2 separate regions of the Oryctolagus cuniculus genome follow, and region 2 is linked to region 1. The links are chromatin contacts, called in public Hi-C maps. All regions are on one chromosome and are shown on one strand. Each heading gives the region's core, a stretch centred on a gene start, on an enhancer-like site or on the middle of the called end of the contact. The rest is flanking DNA. Distances are from core to core; before and after follow the strand shown. Region 1 overlaps PINX1 (PIN2 (TERF1) interacting telomerase inhibitor 1). Region 2 has its middle 60 kb from the start of RP1L1.

Region 1 (6,165 bases), core at 1,097-3,596:
GAGCAACCTGAACCACCTCCGGGAATTTCAAATGGAAACAAAGTCTGCTGGGCTGAATTGCGGAGCACAGGGTTTCCTTTAAGCCTTCACAGGCTACTGTTTAAAGGTCCTCTTCCTATTTCTTGCTTTGCATTTTAAAAACATTTTCTTGGTCATATTCAAGCATTCGTAGAAAGATCAACTGTATCAAATTTGAGGTATAAACTAAATGGATTTATCTTGCCATGCTCAAATTCTTAATGGGGGAAAAAACCTTTGTTGTGGCTAAAAGTTCATTCAATGAAAACACCATTAAAATACAAACAGAAATAAGCATTTGTAATAGTTTCAACTGCTTCACCTTCACACTCAGGCTGCTTACAGTAAAGAGTTGACAGGGGGCAGCACTGTGGCGTAGCGGGTAAAGCACCACCTGCAGTGCCATATGGATGCCGGTTCAAGTCCTGGCTGCTCCACTTCCAATCCAGCTCTCTGCTATGGCCTGGGAAAGCAGAAGATGGCCCAAGTCCTTGGGTCCCTGCACCCGCATGGGAGATCCAGAAGAAACTCCTGACTCCTGGCTTCAGATTGGCGCAGCTCTGGCCGCTGCAGCCATTTGGGGAGTGAACAAGTGGATGGAAGACCTTTCTCTCTGTCTCTCTCTCTCTAACTCTGACTTTCAAATAAATAAATAAATCTTTAAAAAGAAAAAAAGAGTTGATAACAATATTTTACACTGAGATTACATCCTGTAAACCTGATGATTAACAACATGACATCTTCCTACCTGCTGTTTCCTGCCCATGGCAAGTGTTCAGTTCGGCCAGGAGCTGGTTAAAATCATCTTGATGAGCAATCCAGTTGTCCTGAAAATACCAAAAAGGAACGAATGGGAACCTGTGGTTTCCCTAGAATGACTGAGAGAGGACATATTTTAGAGTAAAGGAAATCTGGTAGTTAATACAAAATTTTTAATGGTCCATTAAAATGCTCTTTGAAAAGTCTGAATGAATTCAAGAAATGTGACTTACCTAAATCAACATTAAAAAGGAGCTACTTGGAAGCCTAAGCCTTGATTTCAAAACTGGATGACTTATCCAACTTGGTGTCAAAAACCAACAGGCTGTCTATGTGTTAAATATTAAAATAAAATTCCCACCTTTTTCCCATTTGGGGAAACTATGTGGTTCCCAGGGCAAGAGCAGTAAGAGGTATAGACACTCTCTTCTTTGCTCAATAGCACTTAAAATATTTTACACAATTCTAATTATTTGCATCAGCTCCAATTTTTTATTCTGTAAACTCTGGTGAAGGGATGAGGAAGGACTATGTCCTCTGGATCAATATGCACACATTTATATGGTGGCTGGTTAGTAAGTTCATTACAATAAACAGAATCTGACTTTATAAAAGAATGTGGATCTCCAAAGAAAATAAGTATTCTGTGTTATCTATCTCTCAAAAACTACATTCAAAATCAACCGTACACAAATTCTTTCTTTGGAAGCAGAAAATCCACACTGCACCAATCCACTCAATGCTGCTTAACTGATCAGAACAATTCAGCTTACCTAAAATAACGCTCCCAATTTTCTACCAGATTCTGTTGGCTGCAAAAATTTAGGAAGAACACTTTCAGCTTTCGTACTTTCTAAAGCCAACAGTGACACTGAAAGTGGAAAGCATGGTAGGCCACTAATTTTTAATTATACTGTCACATTTCTGAAGTTTCAATGTTCAAGAACAAATGTGAATAAATTCAACTGCTGAACACCTGAAGTCAGAGCCAGACAGACAGGAAACACCACTTTCCTGCAATACTTTCAAAACAAAATATTATCCACTTTCAATAATATGAGCTAATATTAGTACACAGGTAAAGACAAAAGTTCCTTTCTGTTCTGAAGTCAATTATTTCTATAAAAAGAAAATTTTTTGCCAAGTTTAGCAATAAAACTAACCTGGGTCTCTTAGTCATGAGCAAGTAAGGCATCCCCAAGGACAGTAAGGCAAGGTGAAAGCAGAAGACATAATGAAGAATCAGCTTAGCTGGGGCTCTCAGTGACACAAAGCATGGACTATGCAGACTTGCATGGTTAAAACTGCTCATCAATGTGAGTATTTACAAAACCAAAGTCAGTCAAGCAGGCAAACACCCAGCAGGCACCCTGTTGCTCACTTCATTATTGATCGTCGCTCCGAGTCCCAGGTGATTATTTTTAACTTGAACTTTAATATGCTCTGTGGCTCCTTGCTCCTGAGCCCCTAAGCCCTGTAGAGATCAAACACAAAGTTAGCATTTGTACCTGCTAGAAAGGGAGATTCCCTCTTCCTGCTTTCAGCAACTGTTCAGCTAGCTACTAAGCATCTAGAAGTGAGGCACAGCCTGGCCCTCCGGGTAGACTCAGTCGAGTGGATTCTTCGAAGGTAACGTGTCTATTAACACCAAGCAGGCACTTACTAACACATGCCAGATCTTCAAACGGAGACCAAACACAAGGCCCACATAACCACTACACAGGCATGCCCCTTGCAGGTGCTCGGAAGCAGACCACTGCTGTAAAACAAAGAGAAGCCCATTGGAGGTCTGGCGTCTATGGCTCTCTCCATTAATTTCACAAAATGACACAGAGGAAGGAAGGAGGCCAAACTCCAAGTGGCCTGCATCAGTGACCACTCCTGCATTTAGAAGGAATTCAGGTAAGGAGAAGAACCAGTGCAGGGCTCTACAAAGGGCTTGGTGCACTGGAGAGCTGCAAAGGCACCCAGGTGGCTTCAGCGAAGTGAATAAAGAGGGCTAGATCTCACAGGATGGGACTTCCTGGGAAGTTAAGGTAGGAATCTGCTAGATTTTTAAGTGGGAATGACATGATCTAATCTCCAGAGATTAAAAGCTCATTCTATGTGGCGCAGCAGGTAAAGCCACCGCCTGCAATGCCAGCATCCTATATGAACACCGGTTCAAGTCTTGGCTGCTCCACTTCTGATCCAGCTCTCTGATATGGCCTGGGAAAGCAGTAGAAGATGGCCCAAGTCCTTGGGCCCCTGTACCTGCATGGGAGACCTGGAAGAAACTCCTGGCTCCTGGCTTCAGACTGGTGCAGCTCCAGCCATTGCGGCCAACTGGGGAGTGAACCAACGGATGGAAGACCTCTCTCTCTCTTTCTATGCCTTCTCTCTGTGTAACTCTGACTTTCAAATAAATTAAAAAAAAAAAAAAAAAAAAAAGACCAAAAACAAAGAAACAAACAGCTCATTCTGGCTATTTTATGATACCAGAGAAGGAAAAGAGAGGAAGCAGAGAAGCAGCTGAGAGGCAGGGGCGGGGCTAAGGACAGGTGATGACAGTGACTGGACCAGGGCAGTGTCTGGATACAGAACAACGATCAGGGATGCAGAAACTCAAAGAGCAGAGTCCGTAGAGAGACAGCAGAATTCCTTTCTGTCCTGAAGTGAGTATTTCTAGAGAGAATGGGGAAAACTTGGGGCAGAAAAGATGCAGGAGATGGAGGGTTTTACAATAAAAATGACACCCTTGAGACACTTCGTCCCCAGGAAAAGGTCTCTGCCTGGTGCACAGAGGACACAACTGGACCAGACACAGAAAAGGGCCAGCTCACGGGCGTCAGATAATTCCAAGCATGGCACAGGAATGCACGGAACCACCTGAACGGAGCACTCGAGTTGGCCTGGGGCTGAACACAGGGGAGCTCTGCAGGAACAAGAGCCAGCGTGGTCACGGAGAAGAAAAAAGCAAAAACAAAACAGGAAAGAGGGCAGTGTGTGGAAGCCAAGACAGAAGTGTTTCCGAGAGAAAGCAGGCTATTATTTCCAACACTGCTAATGGAGTGACCACTATGAGATCAAAGAGGGGTCTGCTGGTCTTGACAACAAGTTCACTACAGACCTTGACAAGAACCATTTAGGTGTCGAGATAGCGGAAGTTCTTACTTGAGTCAGCAATAAATGGAATGTGAGAAAAAGGAGAAGACATGTAATCTACTTATAGTGGGGAACAGCCATCACTCTTAGCAATATAAAACTCTGATAGTTGGGTATGATGCCACGTACAATGAATTTAAAAGATGCTAATTGGGGCCAGCACTGTTGTGTAGCAGGTAAAACCTGTGGCCTGCAATGCAAGTATCCCATATGGGTGCTGGTTCGAGTTCTGGCTGCTCCACTTCCAATCCAGTTCTCCACTATGGCCTGGGAAAGCAGTGGAGGATGGCCCAAGTGCTTGGGCCCCTGTACCCACGTGGGAGACCTGGAAGAAGCTCCTGGCTTCAGATTGGTGCAGCTCCAGCCATCGCGGCCAACTAGGGAGTAAACCAGCGGATGGAAGACACCCCCGCCCCGTGCGTGCACGCCTCTGCCTCTCTAACTCAGCCTTTCAAATAAATAAATCTTTTGTTAAAAAACAAGATGCTCATCACAGTAGTTTAGATGATAAGAATTGACATTTAGAAGGGTATTCAAAAAGTTCATGGAAATGCATAGTATGAAAACCCACACATGGATTCCAGAGACTATTTGCTCGAGAAGAGAAGAGATGGAAGAGAAGAGAAGAGAAGAGAAGAGAAGAGAAGAGAAGAGAAGAGAAGAGAAGAGAAGAGAAGAGAAGAGAAAATTTTTCATTCCGTTTTCCCAGGATCTTTCTGAAATACCCTAATATGTTCAACTTTATCATCACATAGGGACTACAATTTATTTCTCCAAAATTACTTATTGATCCAAAACATAAATTCCTCCCAGTCTCCTAGGGATATCTTCTCCGGATGTCTAATCTCTTTGATTGGCTCAATCCCCCCCCCCCCCCATTTTCCTCCTAAATACCTTTCCTTTAGACCACCCCATCTTCTCTAGCATCCTTTGGCCAAACTTGGAGTCGTCATTACTCCATGCTGTGTTTCTGGGATCCAGAGCCCACTTCTGCTTCCGCCGACCTGTAAATGAGAAAGTGTGTCATCACAAACACAAATGTACATAACACAGGCACACACACATGCATAAAATATGACATGTCCTATTAGATACAGGTGTCAGAGTCAGCACAGAGTGGAATGTTGATAGGTTGGGTCATGTCTCCTGGTTTCCTTAGTCACTCAACACACAAACTGACCTTACAAGAAAAAGTAAAATGTTTCCTATAAATGTGACAAAGCAAAATAAACACTCGGTATACTATCCGTTGAGCCTTCCACAGTAGGTCACTGGCAGCAACAGACAGCACTGTCGACACCAGTGTCCTCATCAGGGACAGCACCAGCATCGTAGCTACATTCCTTGTCATCTATTATGTGCCAAAGGCTGTACTTACATTAGATTCAATTTTCAAAGTATCCCAATGAGGGGAGATAATTTTATCTCCATCTTTCAGATGAAAAAATACAGGGCTAAAGGAAAGAAATCTGCCTAACGTGTCCCCAAGCAAAATCAGACCCTTTCTACAAACCAAGGTCCTACTGACTTCAAAGATTTACAAGTCTTCCTAATCCACAATGTAAACAGTCACTATGATTTTGGGGACAGTCAACTCAATCTTCTATACACACAAGCTACAAATATCCCCTTCTCAATGAAATGCTCCCAAATCCCATAATTTATTCCCTGAACTTCCAGTATAGATTATGCTTCTTTTTTGGCTCTTAATTAATTCTAGTGCTTTATGGCTACATATGCATCCTCTGTGCTTCCTATTAGACAACAGTTTCCTCATATGGGTTGCTTTCATAACTTTCTTTCTTATGTATCATTTCAAGACATAAAAAGGAAAAAAGTTTTGCCTGAAAAGACGCTCAATAATAAATACACAAGTAAATGTATGAATAAATAAAAAAGACAGGAAGGAATGGGGAGAAAAGAAAGAAGAGAATATAATTCTATTAAAAAAGCTAGGCTGGTGCCACGGCTCAATAGGCTAATCCTCCACCTGCGGCGCCGGCACACCGGGTTCTAGTCCTGGTCGAGGTGCCGGATTCTGTCCCGGTTGCCCCTCTTTCAGACAGCTCTCTGCTATGGCCCGGGAGTGCAGTGGAGGATGGCCCAAGTCCTTGGGCCCTGCACCTGCATGGGAGACCAGGAGAAGCACCTGGCTCCTGGCTTCAGATCAGCGCGATGCACCGGCCGCGGCGGCCATTGGAGGGTGAACCAACGGCAGCAGATGATGGCCCAAGTACTTGGCCC
Region 2 (6,059 bases), core at 151-2,650, 240 kb before region 1:
TTAGCTGCTAGGCTAAATGCCTGCCCAGATTCCAAATCCTTGACCGTGAAAAGTGTCCGCTAGTTCCTGTAGGCTTGCCATGGAGTGAATCCCTTTATTTAGAGCTGTCTATGTTATGTAGGACTAAGAGCCAGCTCTCATTACCACCATTTGCTGTTGTGCGCACAGCGAGCAGCACTGGGCCCTGCGGTCACTGTCCCTTGGAGGTGTCTTAGAGGATGCAGTGCAGAAGAGGAGCACAGGAAGCATTGAGTTGTCCGCATCACTGGATGAGACGGCTGTCGCCCACACAGACACTCCAGAATTGCACCTGCTCCACAGCCCTGGAGAGCCAGTCGGGACAGGCAGGAGGGGCTTCTGCGTGCCCTCATCCCCGGGGGCTTGTACCTACTAGTAACTGCAGGGAGTTACTCTACAGACTGCTGTGTACTTCTTGAAGTTTCTGAGTTGACTCCTACAACACAAAAGAGGTGAACCTTATGTTTCGTTTTCTCCAGTTTCCTGCTTGGCTAAAGGAAAAGAAGTGAGATTGTTCAACAGCAAAGATTCACAAAGGTGAATTTTCCTTGCATACACACAAAGGCACACTCCAGATCGTCTGGGAACAGATAAAGAATTGATGGACCCTAAAGTCGCCTCAATGAGAAATTGTCATTTCTGCATTTGCCAGCAGGGGGCGAAGCACACCCACCTGTAGGAACAAAGAGGGCCCAGCTGCCTGGGTTCTTTGTGGCCAGGGGCCTAAGTGGCAGATGGAGGATGCTGGGGTAGGGGGTGGGGGGGTCCAGACTTGGACTGTTTCCTGCCCCTAGAGAGCCACCCCACCTGCAGGAGAGAAACCAGGGAATGAGACAGATTCAGGAAGGTACCCCCACTCTCTCCCATCCCGGCTGGGCCTTCCAAACACCTGCGGGAACATTCCAGATCTCCCCAGGGAGACTCAGCCTGGTTCCCAGAGGAAACACAGAATGAGCCGTTACATTCGCATTTCGGATGAAGAACCATTCCTTAGCACATCTGGGCCAAATATTGCGTGGTGCATATTTATGTTTTCCCAGGCATTTTCTGTTCATCTGAGTATTTGTTCCACCCGGCTCTCCTTAAGGTTCCTAGGACATTCTAGCTTCGCACAGACCAGCGTGGGGGCAGGCTTCTTTTTCCCTTCCCCTAGCCCTTTCTCCCCAGAGCTCTGGGTCGGAGCTGCCTTATTAGGCCTGCTGTGAAATACAGCTCTCTTCCCAGGAAGGGGGGCGGGCGGGGCCGGCTCAGGGTCACTTCCACCCCGCAGCAGCAGGGACGCTCGCCCTCCTCTCGCAGTGCAGGCTACGAGGGGCTTGTGGTGAAACGGACAGCCCTGAGCTTCGCCGAGAAGGAACGGAGGCAGAGATTCTAACTGGGGCGGGACCCTGGACCCAAAGGGAGAGACACGGAGACATTGAGTGCCCCTCCCGATGGCACAGCTGGACAGTGGCGCGGGGGGGCGGGCACCCAGGGCTCCTGCCCCTTCCCCGAGCGTCAGAACGAGGACCCTCCCAAGAGCAGCAAGGCCCCGTGACGGGACGCATACCCCGCCGCTCCGGCGCAGGACACCTGGCGTCCCGCACGCCCTGGCAACAGCCTGGGCGGCAGCAGCGCCTTCCTGTGCAGCCGCTGCAGCGTGGAGGATGCTGATAACGGGAACAATGCGGCAGAGGAAAAGTGGCCAGAGAGGGACAATGAGTGGCGCAGGGACTCTCCCGAGCCAGGAGGTCCCGGGGCGCGGTGGCCCTCCCTCCCCGCAGACTAGAGACTGCCTGGTGGGCAGTGCTCCCCAGGGAGGAGTGTGGGGGAGGGAGGCAGTGCCCCACCCCCCGCAGCCTCCAGCCCCTGAGGGAAGGCACAGGTGCAGATGAGAAACCATGAATCCCCCCCGAAGGGCCCTCACAGTCACCCCATAGGAGAGACGAGCTCCCAGCATGGCCACCCCTCTGACCCCAGGTGCTCAGGGACCTCTGACCCCCTCTGCTGTCCTCCTGTACATGGGAGGTCCAGCAAGGGGGCTCCTCTCCCGTGGCCTGGGGTGAGTGGCTCTTCACATTTCTGGGGACCTGCCAGCCACTCGGGGAGCCAGCCCTGGGGACAGCAGGGAGACCAAAAACCTTGGGCTAGGCCAAAGATCAAGCCAGTTGTCCTGATGGCCTAGCGTCCTGCCAGGCTGATTGAGTGCTCCCAGGACAGCCAGGCCAGTGGCTGAGAGCTCTGTGGCTCAGGAGTGAATGTGTGGAGGACATCAAATCCCAGCTCCCAAGCCAGACTTAGTGGCTGCAGAAGAGTGGCGCGGGGACAAGTGATGGGCGAGGAAGGGATCTTTGCTTCTCTCCTGGGCACAGTCCGGACAGGCGGTGTTGAGACTGTCTGTTTATCCATTTCTTGGGCCCAGCTTGTACAGACTGAAAGCAACCTAGTAGGATGAAATAAATAAGTAGGAAAGCTGGGAGGATGGAGTGAGGATTTAGTCTACAAAGTGTGTGCCATGGAGCCCTGCACACGGGAAAAAAAACAAACCAACCTGAACCTTATTTCTTTTCTTTCTTTATTTAGTTTATTTGTTTGAGAAGCAGAGATATAGAGTGGGGAAGACACAGAGACAGAAAGACAGACAGACAGAGCACCCATCCACCAGTTCACTCTCCACGTGCCCACAAGAGCCAGGCTGGGGCCAGGCCAATGCTAGGACGTGGGAACTCAGTCTAGGAAGCCGGCGCGAAGGGCAGGGGCTGCGTGACGCGAGCCATCGCCTGCTGCCTCCAGGGTGTGCATCAGTAGGATGTAGGAGCAGAGCCGGGCGCCCTGGTGTGGCACGTGGGTGTCCCACCAGGCCTCCTAACTGCTGGACCAATGCTCACCCTGACCCCAGAGCCAAAGAGAAATTCTCTCCCAGTGTCCTCACGGAGAGAGCCCAGGACAAGGCCCTCTCACTGTGACCACAGTCACCCGCTCCCAGGGGTGTTTCTGGGAGCTTTGGGCAGCACTGGCCATGGAGGCCATGCTTCCAGCTGTCTGCTGTGGCAGCTTCGTGTCAGAGTGGATCTCAGTGTACAGACAGGTGGGGGTTGGGGCAGCTCACGTGACTCAGTTTCTCTGGCGGGGGGAGGGGGCTGTTGCCAAGCATCAGGTTGCATGGAGCTGTAGTTCTGCCTTTGACAACTGCGAGGAGGGGGCCCCGTGCGTGTTCCTGGCTTCCCACAGGTCTCTGCTAAGCCATGTGCCACGGGTGGGGCCGCCACCTCTTTGTTGAGGATGGTCACGGTGCCCTGAGACACCAGGCAGTCGCCTGGCCTGACCCCCAGGGCCCATTCCCCCAGGGCCCAACGCCACTTGTACTTGTGGGTGAAACTCATCCGATATTGTGAAGGGGAACAATGGCCACTTTGGTGGCAGCAGCCAGGGGAGCCTGACCCTGGAGGGCCTCCCATGCCATGCCCCCAGGATGCCACGAGCCATTGGCCAGACAGTGCCTGGCGCTGTGTGACACAGCAGGTGCAGCCTTGGGGGCAGATCGTGGATCCCAGACACCGGCCTCCATCGGTGTGGAAGGGCTCTAGTGCTTTCTCCAGCGGAACCCAGGATACCTTTGCATCTGCTGCCCTGGTCCCTGCCTCAGTTACCCTCAGGAGTGCATGGAGGCCGCGCTGGGTCAGCTCCCAGCAGCCCCCCACCCCCACTTCCACATGGTCAAGGGCAGCACACCGAGCCCCTCTCTGGACTGTTTTGTCAGCACTTGGCATGCGGCCACGGAGGTGACACCAATTACTTGTGTCACCGCTTCTGGGGAAGACGGAGATGTACGACATCCAGCCTAGGGGCCATCCATCACGGCCTGCGAGGGGCCGAGGGTCTGTCGCGGCACCGGGGAAGGGAGGGCCGCCGGTGTGGCTCGGGACAGCCGCTTGGCAAGGAGCCCTTTGTCATCAGCTCTGAGGCCTAGGGTGGGGAGGGGCCCTGGTGCCATCCCGGCCCCTCTCCCCTCTGCTCCGGTCCAGCCGGCCCCTCCCTGGCTTCTGAGGCTCTGTGCTATTGACAATGGGTTCCCTCCCTCGGGAGGCCCTACTCCAGCTCCCCGCTCCTCCTGTGAAAGCCCCTCTTTCTTCGAGGTGCTCCTCTCAGCCGAGACCATCTCCATGTTGCTGCCCCAAAGGCGACTCTGCTTCCTCTCCCAGCCCAGGGCTGGCGCCCGGCCGCACTCTCACCTCTGCGGCCGGATGGCCACCCACCCAGCACAGAAAGCATGGGTTTGTCAAGGGTTCCCTGTGACCGCCCCCCACAGTCTGTTACACCAACCAGCACGTGCTTCGTCGGTGGGTGTGAGGCCAGGGCTCCCAGGTGGGGTGCAGAGAAGTTGGTGACCTGCCCCCCATCCAAGGGTAGCCGGCTCGTAAGCCGCAGGTACAGAGGAAGGCACAGAGGGGCCTGCCAGCAAGCCTTCAAGGTCTACCCACGTAGCTCGAGGCTCCCCCTATGGGAAACAGGGCAGCTGGCTGGCCCGCCAGTCTCAGGAGCTGCTAGGTGGGCCCCGGGGAGAGAAGGGATCTCAGACCCCCTCCCCTGCCTCTGACTCCAGTGCTCTGGCATCGCTCCATGAGAAACCCTTTGTCCTGAGGATTCCCCCAACCTTCCTATGCTTCCTACTGTGTCAGTTTCCCCATCCACGCAATGGGTACAGCAGGAGTTGCCGCGCTGCTTCTCTGAGGGCCACAGGGAGTCAGGTGGGCCTTGTAGAATGGACAAGGCCATCGACCTAGAAGGTGTGGACTGATTCCTGTTACCTGTCTTTGTGGGCCTGGGAGGGGGTGGCAATGGAACCCTGAGCAGGGGAGATACGTGTCTCAGCCAAGGTCAAACAGGCCGGGGCTGGCGGGTCCCAGGCTGCAAACCAGAATTGCCCAAGAGGTTCATGCAGAGCTGCCAGTGCACGCCTCCAGCTCTGCTCAAGGGAGGGCGATGGGAGACGTAGGGAGGTGACTCAACCCAGTCCTTTGGAGCCGAAAAGGACTTCAGGAATGCTGTGGCTGAGGAAGCAGGCCTAGGGGAGCAGCAGAGCAGGAGAGCTTGTTCAAGGTTATCCGGCTTGTTGCAAAAGAGCTGATCACAAGCCCGGCGCTGTGGAGCATCAGGTTAAAGCCCCAGCTCGCAGTGCCGGCATCCCATATGGGCGCTGGTTCGAGTCCCGGCTGTTCCACTTCTGATCCAGCTCTCTGCTAAGGCCTGGGAAAGTAGTAGAAGATGGCCCAAGTCCTGGGGCCCCTGCACCCGCATGGGAGGCCTGGAAGAAGCTCCTGGCTCTTGACTTCAGATCGGCGCGGTTCTGGCTGTTGCAGCAATTTGGGGAGTGAATCAACGGATGGAAGATCTCTCTCTGTGACTCTACTTCTTTCTGTCTTTCAAATAAATAAAAATAAATCTTTGACAGAAGAAGAAGAAGAAGAAGAGCTGATGCCAGAACCCACCCTCCAATCCGCTAAGGCGTCTTCCTCAGAAGCAACCCTTGGTGAGTCCAGAAGTCTTCTGTGTTCAGGGTGCAGCCTCCATCCGAGAAACCACTTTCCCGGTGGCAGCACTAGGAGCTGCCCGATCCACATGACCTTCAAGGAATTCATCACCGGTCGGGGCGGGTGCCTGCACAGCCGGCCTCTGCCGCGAACCGCACAGGACGGTCTTCTGACTCAGCTGCTTCGCAGCTGGGGACACTGAGGCCAAACGGGTGGCACCTGCCCAAGCCTCACAATGCGTGCCAGAGTGGAGGCCTCCAATGCACAGCCCTGGTTCTGCCCCCCGTCACGGGCCTTCACCTGTGCATCCATCTGAGGGCCAGGTCCCTCGCCGCCCTCCCGATTTGTCTCATTTTTTTTCTCCTGCTCTGGAGGTGTTCAAAGCCACAGGCTGTCCTCAAATCCTACAACTCATCCCATACACCCAGCCCTGGGACCACGGCCCTAAGCCTGCTGTCTGCCTGCCATGCTTCTAGTTGGGGACAGGCCCCAGGCATTGGACCACGCAGCGTGCAATGCTCAGCACTTCTC

The links. Hi-C and Micro-C count contacts between places; a contact is called where the count stands out from the background.
Region 2: a Hi-C map of embryonic fibroblasts shows a contact between it and region 1, with 5 times the contacts expected there. The contact joins two enhancer-like sites. A contact is called at or near these places in 4 of 6 Hi-C or Micro-C datasets (ear pinna, embryonic fibroblasts, psoas muscle and 1 more).

The regions. Positions count from the first base shown.
Region 1 is chr2:43,690,227-43,696,391 of mOryCun1.1, reverse strand. It overlaps PINX1 (PIN2 (TERF1) interacting telomerase inhibitor 1), which reads right to left. Exons shown (of 7, transcript XM_008248958.4): 2 at 4,816-4,925; 3 at 2,159-2,251; 4 at 767-845. Among named protein-coding and RNA genes, the nearest start is that of PINX1, 8.7 kb to the right of the region's middle. Within about 2 kb of position 2,346, at least 1 of the 8 cell types and tissues checked has an H3K27ac peak or open chromatin away from gene starts, as enhancers often do.
Region 2 is chr2:43,934,357-43,940,415 of mOryCun1.1, reverse strand. No RefSeq gene overlaps it. Among named protein-coding and RNA genes, the nearest start is that of RP1L1, 60 kb to the right of the region's middle. Within about 2 kb of position 1,400, at least 1 of the 8 cell types and tissues checked has an H3K27ac peak or open chromatin away from gene starts, as enhancers often do.